2 separate regions of the Canis lupus genome follow, and region 2 is linked to region 1. A link is a contact called in public Hi-C data. All regions are on one chromosome and are shown on one strand. Each heading gives the region's core, a stretch centred on a gene start, on an enhancer-like site or on the middle of the called end of the contact. The rest is flanking DNA. Distances are from core to core; before and after follow the strand shown. Region 1 has its middle 81 kb from the start of SGIP1. Region 2 overlaps PDE4B (cAMP-specific 3',5'-cyclic phosphodiesterase 4B).

Evidence for each region. A called contact is a pair of places that touch in the nucleus more often than the background predicts.
Region 2: a contact with region 1 is called in a Hi-C map of blood, with 2.3 times the contacts expected there. The contact joins two enhancer-like sites. A contact is called at or near these places in 3 of 9 Hi-C or Micro-C datasets (blood and skin fibroblasts).

The regions. Positions count from the first base shown.
Region 1 is chr5:44,360,049-44,364,240 of UU_Cfam_GSD_1.0, reverse strand. No RefSeq gene overlaps it. Among named protein-coding and RNA genes, the nearest start is that of SGIP1, 81 kb to the right of the region's middle. Within about 2 kb of position 1,255, at least 2 of the 20 cell types and tissues checked have an H3K27ac peak or open chromatin away from gene starts, as enhancers often do. A contact at or near this core is called in blood, where this site is marked.
Region 2 is chr5:44,438,861-44,443,545 of UU_Cfam_GSD_1.0, reverse strand. The region is part of intron 8 of PDE4B (cAMP-specific 3',5'-cyclic phosphodiesterase 4B); the gene reads left to right. LOC102156117 (a long non-coding RNA gene) reads right to left here. Exons shown (of 4, transcript XR_005359641.1): 4 at 1,845-2,987. Among named protein-coding and RNA genes, the nearest start is that of SGIP1, 160 kb to the right of the region's middle. Within about 2 kb of position 2,300, at least 6 of the 20 cell types and tissues checked have an H3K27ac peak or open chromatin away from gene starts, as enhancers often do. A contact at or near this core is called in blood, where this site is marked.

The DNA of each region.
Region 1 (4,192 bases), core at 6-2,505:
AGATCCTTAATAAATTCTTCATCTGCTTAAATTAGTTAGGGGGAGCTAATCTGCATCTAAGAACCCAAGTGACATACAGATCATCTGAATTATTAAGTGGTTTCGGACTTTGTGCTGTGCATACCATATTGATTATTGATCAAGGGCTTCTTTAGGTCAAAGGTATCAAGGAGGGGACCCTAGGATAAGGGATCATTACTATCTCAACAGCAACCTCTCCACATAGCCTTTCCTGATAGCAGCTGGAGGCGCTCCCTCCCTCCTCTGCCTCACACATTTTGAGGCTGCTTATTAACACTTGTCATGATCACCTGGCCTGGGACATATTGTAGGCTATGTCTCATTCTTTTTTTTTTTTTTTTTTCTATGTCTCATTCTTATCTTCCCTTCCAGTCCACATTCATTCAGCTTACCTGGGCACCTATTATGTGTCAGACATTAAAGGCACAGCTCACTTCCAAAGAGTTTACAGTCTCTCCAGATGACTAGCCTGCAAGCAACAACTGAGAGGCTCTGTGATATTAGGTCAGCAGGATGTTAGGTTAGCAGAATAATGTGATGACTACATGCCTAAATTTTGGGATCAGACTGACTTAGGTGCAAGTTCCAGTTCTGACACTAGCTGGTGATTTTTGCTAAATTATTTCATCTCTTACACTTCCATTTCCTTACCTATAAAATAAAGTTAATAATTACTAATAGGGTGGTTGTGAACATTACATAAAATCACATATATGAAGTAGTAAAGAGTGTCTGATTCTTTGAAATGTTCAATACACGCCATTATTATAAACAATAACAGGCATGTTCAGATATGCTTGGATGTCAGGAAATCCTTCACGGAGGGAAAAAGGCTTATTACTGAAAGGAAGCATTCTTAATCTGAGCAGGCAGGTGCACCCATTCATTCTGTTTCTTAGTCAACAATTTCTCATTTTTAAAAATGGTTTATTATAACATCCTGGGATGAGGAGTATCCTGTTTTTGGCTCTTCTGTTTTGCAAACAGAGAAAAATGTCAAAAGTGAATTAACTCACTCAGGTGTGTATTCATTTTGTTGCTTAACTAGTCAAGGCTTTCTGTGAGAAAAGACTGCAAGAAATCCGATTGGATACCTCTTCTGTGCAGAGGCTTTCAGAAAACACAGAAATGGGTAACCACTGACATACCACTGTGCTCGAGGTGAAACTACTGAGATAAACAAACACACAGTGTAGGCAGAAAAGTTAGAGTGATCATTTTGTGGTATTGGGCTAGAGTTACAGGAAGAAAGAAGAGCTCACGTCAAGAGGGCTGGTCTGAGAAGACATCATAAAGGAGGGAAACTTAAAACTGGGTTTCAAAAAATGAATAGAACTTTGACAGTGGGTATAGGAGGGTCAAGGGAATAGTATGAGAAAGCAGACAAGCTACCAACAAAGGGCATGGTGGTAAGGATACATGCTCATTAGGGAGACCTCAAACAGTCAAACTCTGCATGCAGAAAGTTCTTATGATGGGGGTAAAGAAGATAAGGATTTAGAGACAATTGCCAGATCAAGGAGTTTGGACTTCATCCTACGGACAAGTAACAGCCACTGCGTGTTTTTGATGAGAAGATTTTAGGAATATAAGCAGACTGTAATGGAAGAACATGAAGGGTAGAATAACAGAGGCAGGAATTCAAATCAGAAGTCATTGTCAGCATCCTGACGTAAAATTGGCATTGCTGTGGGACTGAAAGGAAGGGGCAAATGAAGCAGATATTTTACCTGAATAATCACCAGCACTTACTGATTAGCTGATTACGATGGGAGATGAATAATCCACACAGAAAGAGCTAGAGGGGCCCTCAGCCCTGCAGTATTTCTGAAAGTGTTTCTACAGACTACCTCTAGCAGAAGCACTTAAGGTACTTGTTAAAAATTCAGATTACTGAATCCTATTTCTGCCTACTAAATAAGAATCACTGGGACCAGGAGCCCTATAGGTATGCATTTTAATAAGCTCCCCAAGTGATTCTTTTTTGTTTGCTTGCTTATTTTTTGTGTGTATATATATATATATATATATATATATATATATATATATTTTTTTTTTTTTTTTTTTTTTTTTTTAGAGGAGCTGGAGAGGATGTGGAGAAAGGGGAACCCTCTTGCACTGTTGGTGGGAATGTGAACTGGTACAGCAACTCTGGAAAACTGTGCGGACATTCTTCAAAGAGTTAAAAAAAAAAAAAAAGAACTACCCTACGACCCTGCAATTGCACTGCTGAGGATTTACCCCAAAGATACTGATGCAGTGAAATGGCAGGACACCTGCACCCCGATGTTTATAGCAGCAATGTCCACAATAGCCAAACTGTGGAAGGAGCCTCGGTGTCCATTGAAACACGAATGGATAAAGGAGATGTGGTCTGTGTATACAATGGAATATTACTCAGCCATTAGAAATGACAAATACCCACCATTTGCTTCGAAGTGGAGGGAACTGGAGGGCAATATGCTGAGTGAAGTAAGTCAATCCCCAAGTGATTCCTAAGGCCTCTTACAACTTTGAGAATTTCTTTTTCTCTAAGAAGGCCTTAGAGATTATTTGACCAATTGTATTTGTTTTCAAGATGGGAAACCCAGGTTCAAAGAGGTCACATAACTTTCCCAAGGTCACACAGCTATCTTGAACTAAGACGAGGACTTCTAACTCACTTGACTTGTTCTGCTGTGCCATGCAAGATTGATATCTGACAGTTGGGCGTGGCAAGGAAGGCTCACTTTCAAAGTAGTGAGGTAGAAAAACTGGAACTAAAACCTAATGGAGGGGAAATGGGCCCACACAGTCAATCCTAGCTCTCACAGGGTCAGCAGTGTAGGAGTATTTCTTGACTTATTATTACCCTAGATAGAACAAGATTTGTAGGACTTCGATTAACTCCTCTGAGTATCATCCTCTTTGATAAGCTATGTTACTTAAAAGACTTATACTGAATTTAGAGAAAGAAGATTTGGGTTAAAGTCCTTTTCTAGCTGTGTAATTTGGGCTGGTTATGATATATTGTTACCACGAGATTGACTATGCCAATCCCCCTCTTTTATAGGTTAAAAAACAAAACAAAACCAGAAACTCAGAAGAGAAAAATAACTTGTTCAAAGTTACACAACATATTCACTCTCTAAATCTGCATTTCCTCAAAATGTCCATCAATAAATGAATGGATAAGGATGATGTGTATGTACACACACACACACACACAATGGAATATTAAGCAGTCATAAAAAGATGAACTCCTACCATTTGAGACAACATGGATGAACTAAAGAATATTATGCTATGTGAAATAAGTAAGACTGAAAAAGACAAATACCATTTGATTTCATTCATAAGTGGAAAAAAATGAATAAATAAACAAAAAGTAGGATTAGACCTATAAATACAGAGAACAAACCAATGGCTTCCAGAGCGGATGTGGGATAAAGGGATGGGCAAAAGTGAAGGGGAGTGGGAGATACAGACTTCCAGTTATGGAATGAAGAAGCCATGGGAATAAAAGGCACAGCATAGGGAATATAGTCAATGATACTGATGTGTATTTTTGTGATGTATCAAGTAATAGTGATATATCAACATAGCTGGTAGCTATAGTTGTGATGAAAATAGCATAATATATAAACTTGTTAAATCACTAAGTTGTACACCTAAAACTAATGTAATGTTGTGTCTCAACTACACTCAAATAATAAATAAATAAATAAATAAATAAATAAATAAATAAATAAATATTTTAAAAATTCAACTCTACCTTCCTCATAAAGCTTTTGTGAGGATCAAACAAGAAAATATATATGTATATTGGTTCATATATATATGTATGTATATATGTATATATATATATATATATATATAAATACATCACAGTATTTGATGTGGATGCCAGGGACTCTTAATTTTTTTCTTCTCACATTGATAAAATGGTAGCAATCATTCACACACACACATAAAACGTGTAACAATATGACACACAAATACACACATAAGACTTATATAAAAGAGTTTAGACAAGAAAAGGATGAAGGGTTAGTTAACTTAGGGTGGAAATGTGTTTATGAGCCCATTTCTGGGCTAACATTATGGACTCTATCATGTGGTTTCCTAGGGCAACAGTTCAGCCCTAACTGGTACTCCAAGCCTTCCACACCCTACTTTAAGAAAGGCAGCC
Region 2 (4,685 bases), core at 1,051-3,550, 78 kb before region 1:
ATGTTTTTCTGAAGTTCTCAAATGAAAGCCAAAATCTGGGATTTTCCAGGCTGTTGCAAATCTCAACCAACTGCTTCCCTATGAGGAGGGCTTAACTGCGTAACTTCTCCAATCCACACAGGATTCCAAGTAGAAAGATTTGCGCACATGCTTCAGCCTACTTTGGAGCATTAACAGATCCTCTATTTACTGTGTGCTGTGAGCATTGATACCCATACGAGTTGTAGATCCAATATCTAAGGGTAGTTTTTCAGCAGGTTTCACCATAAAAGACATGCTGAACTTTCTTCTTGGGTTGCTAAGAGAAAGCCAACTAACTCCAGGGGAGAAAAATAATACTCATTGAAAAACTGCAAATTGTCATTATTTTTCATTTTGATTGTTGATGCCTCATAGATTCTAACAAGGTTTGGATTTGGACTGCTGAAATGACACATTGTCTGTTTTGCAAATTTATTTTAAAAAATGTTTCATATTCCATGTAAGGGTCATTAAGGCTCTGAGACCAAGGACTGTGTAGGACCTGGTGAGAATGCCAATCACTTCGGGCTTCCGCTCCTCCTTTATGGTGTCCTGTGCAGGAAGCAATGAAAGTCGAATAGAGCTAACCCTAAGGAAAGGGCTAAACCTTAATGCTGGCATAGTTAGCTTACGTAGAAGGCATGTACCTATTTTCTACATCTGCGGTGGAAAGGTTGTAGGGCAAAGCAATTATCCAGTGGATAAATAGTGCTCAGCTGACAGCTAAAGTCAATTTCATTTGTAAAAAGATCTCTTTCTCTTTTTACTTAGCAATCATGTTACCCCCAAATCTTGATTATCCAGATAATTGTCTCAGGTAAAACTTAACCCATGGCTACGAAAATATTTTTGTGGCCACCAAAAAGAAATTGATCACTGTCAGTTTTGGGGGAACTTAATTGTTTATGGTAAAAAATAAAGTCCCACATTTAATCATAAATCTTGTTGAAATTATTTGAACATTCCACCCAAGTCAGTGTTTAAAAAATATAATCATCATCATCAGCACCATCACCATTGTCACTACTAGGTAGTTGTATCTAATCATCTTTTTCTTCTCCTCACTGAACAAAAGAGCCATGGCAGATCTGAGTTACAGATTTGGAAGTGAGTCTGAAGATGTTCTGTACAGGAAGTATGTGAAAAGCATGGTCTTTAGAGTCAAAAGATCACATCCTATCTCTATCATTTACTACCTACTTGACCTTGGCTAACTTACTTAACTCTTCTAAGACTATTTTCTTATCTGGAAAATAGGGATAAAAGTGGTACCTACCTTACTGGGTCACTGTGAAGATTAAATGAGATAATGCATCTAAAATACTCAGCAAGGCACCTGCTGGGTTGTAAAGATTCAATGAATGATGACTTATTAATAGCATCTGCTACATCTTTGCAAAAACTGTATGTCCTTAGTTTGATCAACTAAGTGATTTACTGAGTTTTCACCTACTCAACAGTGGTGATGGGAAAGCCAGTGCTTGGCGTAGGGTGTGTTTGGGAACCTGCAAATGGTAGAGGGGTGACTGTGCCTAGCCGAGGAAAAGGAAGCAGTCTTTCATATGTAGCACATCTTGGGAGGGTTGTGTGTTTAGTGTTTTTCTTAACCCTCTTATATTTTAAAGAAAATTGTGATTCAAAGATTATAACCAACTTTCCCAAGTGTGCTTTAGAGCCTGAGAGTTAGATAAGGAACTGTTTCTGTGACCTATAGAAACGTAGTCTCCTCCTTGGGCCCGATTTCCCCTATCCCTTGAACGCTGGCCATAGGCCAAATGGAATTCCAGGATTATAGAGAACGATGCAGCCAGGTGGCTTAGTAGTGTAGGTTATTTCTGCCCCCCCCCCCCCAAATTACAAGATGAAATAAATGAAGCAGTGTTATGAGGCAGTGACATTGTTTTTCAAGATGAAAAGGATGTCAAGTGAACCTTCCTGCCAGCAGCCCAAGTTCAGTTGGACGTGTTAGAACTGTTTTCTATAACGACAGATTGGCTTCTGAGACTTGTTCATTAATTTTTGCTTCAACTTTTATCGCCTCCCGAATTAGAAGAATTGTCTTACACTTCAGCGAAATGCATCAGAGCATGAGTTCCTCGGTGGCAAAACAGTCAGATGTTTTCAAAACAGGATGCTTTGGCTCCGCATTATAAAAAAGAGGAACGGAAAGAGAAACAGTATAGCAAGGAAGAAAGCAAATAGCCTCAGCAGGATCCCCAGCCCAACAACGGCATAAACACTGACCTATCTTCCTGACCTTCACTGTGGCTCAGTTCCTGACCTCATGTCACCAAAGCCAACCGACGTCATTGGAGGAGGATAGGAGGAATGGCGCAGCTGCTGTGCGGGTGACTAGAATTTCCTGTCTCCTTCCTGACAGACTCAGTCAGAAAAGTACAGAGTTGCAGCAACAGTGGCTGAGGAAGGACCCACACAAAACAATCCCAGTGAGGCGTAGTTGTGACTGAGGAGGACAGGGAGCTTTTCCCGAGAGTCTCTCGCCCCAGCTTCTCAGGTGAACGCGTCCAAGGGGTCACTTGTACCCAGCATGTCGAATGCTTTTCAAAAGATGAGCATGCTGTGGTATGCAGCACCAAGGAGCTCTGTTCAAGCAACTAGTCACTCTCCTAACTCCCCCACACTCTCCATTCTCCTGTTCTTTCTTGACTAGCTTTGCCCGGGGCTGTTTTATGTGTTGGGACAGAGGTTTGGGCCCAATCAGTGAAAATGGATGCTTCATTGTTGAAAAGAGCGGTCGTGCATACTAGCAGTAGTCTCTTTAAAATGAAGCCTCAGGACCTAGCACTTCAGTCCGTTTGCTAAGGAAATCTACAAGATAGGAATGGGAGATAGAAGGTCCTTCTTCTTTGAAGGGATCATGAAGTCAGCTGCAGATACCATCACAGAGGAAGTGAGTCCTTCTGGCTATACAGGTTTATTTTTCCGGTTCTTCAGGTGTGTCTGTACTGGGGTATTGAACATAAAGGCAAATAATCGTCTGTGCTCTTGGGTGGGAAGGAATAAACTCATATAATTCTACCAACCTGGAGCCACTTGGGACCCAAGTTGCATGTGATCAGGGTAGGCTGATTGCCCTGCACTTGGCTGAGTCCTTTTTCTATCCAACTGACTAATCAGTAAGTATGGGAAATGTTGGATCCAACAGAACCAAAAAGGAAATAAATCTGTTGGTCAACAGATTCATCTGATAGCTCTGTCACGAAAATGATAGGCAGGTGACCAGTTATCGAAGGAGACTGCTTCTACTTTTGCTCAAAGTTAAATGATATGACTAGAGCATTCCCACCCTTAGGGCAAGAGCGGTCCTTCACCTGAACTTTTTGCTTTAAGAGAACTCTAGCCTTGTCTTCCTTTAACTGTGCTCTGCTCCAGGAGGTGAGGAGCCGATGGGGCCAAGGGGTAGCTGTGGTGCCTGCTCCAGACCAGAATGCATCTACTAGACCCCCTACATTCTCTGCCCAATAGTTCTGAACCCTGTTCCAGGGCCGGTACAGACCTCTTTCCTGGATGTGCTGTAGGAATTCACACCCTTAGGCCCAAAGAGTAGCCTAAAAGGCAGCAGTTGGTTTTGGAAGAAGTGTGGAGGAGGAGTTTTGACATGCGGGTGGTGGCTGAGGGTGTACTCACTCCTGCATGTGAGTTCCTTGGGGAAGAAATGGGACAGGGTGTGGTCCAGAGCTAGGTCTCCCTTCACTGACATACCCAAGGAATTCAAGAATTCACATTTCATGCTGGCCTTCCAAGCTGCTGGGAAGGGATGTCTGTTGAGGTAGGAGCACTGGAGGTAGCTTGATTTATAACTTTATTCAGACTTAGGTATGTGGCCCCACAAATGTTAGAGGTGGCCTGGATTAGAGGACAAACTAGAAGGAAAATCAGTTTTGACAGCTAGGTGGGACACTTGAACATTTTCAATCCAACTTTTCTCTCTTTACTCTCAGATTTCTATAGAACTGGAGGCACCAAAGGTAAAAGAGCCTAGCTTGAAGTCATGAGTTTGAGGTCTAGCTCTGCCTCCATTTAGGAATATTATCTTAAACAGTTAGTTCATTTTGAATCTTTGCCTTTCTTTATCTACAAAACAAAATAGTTGGGAGAAGAGTATTTTCGTGGTCTCCTGCAGCTCTTACATTTATTATTGGGACAGTAATAGTCAATAGCCAAACTACTTCTACGGGTATATACTATCTGTGCAAACATGGTGCTAAGCCCCTTACCTACATTCCATCATTAATACTCTCAGCAACCCTTTGAAATACATACTATTATTATCATCTCCATTTTATAGTAAAGTGAGATTTAAAGAGTTGGATTACATTGCCTTAAGGTAAAGAAGAGAGCAGGATTCACACCCAGGACTATCTGACTCACTGTCAATGATCCTAACGGGACAGCTAAACATAGAAATATAGGTGTATTTAATAACTCTTACACGGGAATTTTGTCATTTCTGGGAGGTCTTATTCTCCTAACTCTGGCCATCATTGCTTATTTGGTTCAGAATCCTAATCTGCAATTACCATATTCTGGACCTCCAGACCAGGCATTAATAACCTGAAACTCAGTCTTCCTGACTGGGAAGCAGTGTCTGTTAACAGAGAAAAGGGAGGAGAAAAACTGTAGTTATAGAAAATGGTTGTAGG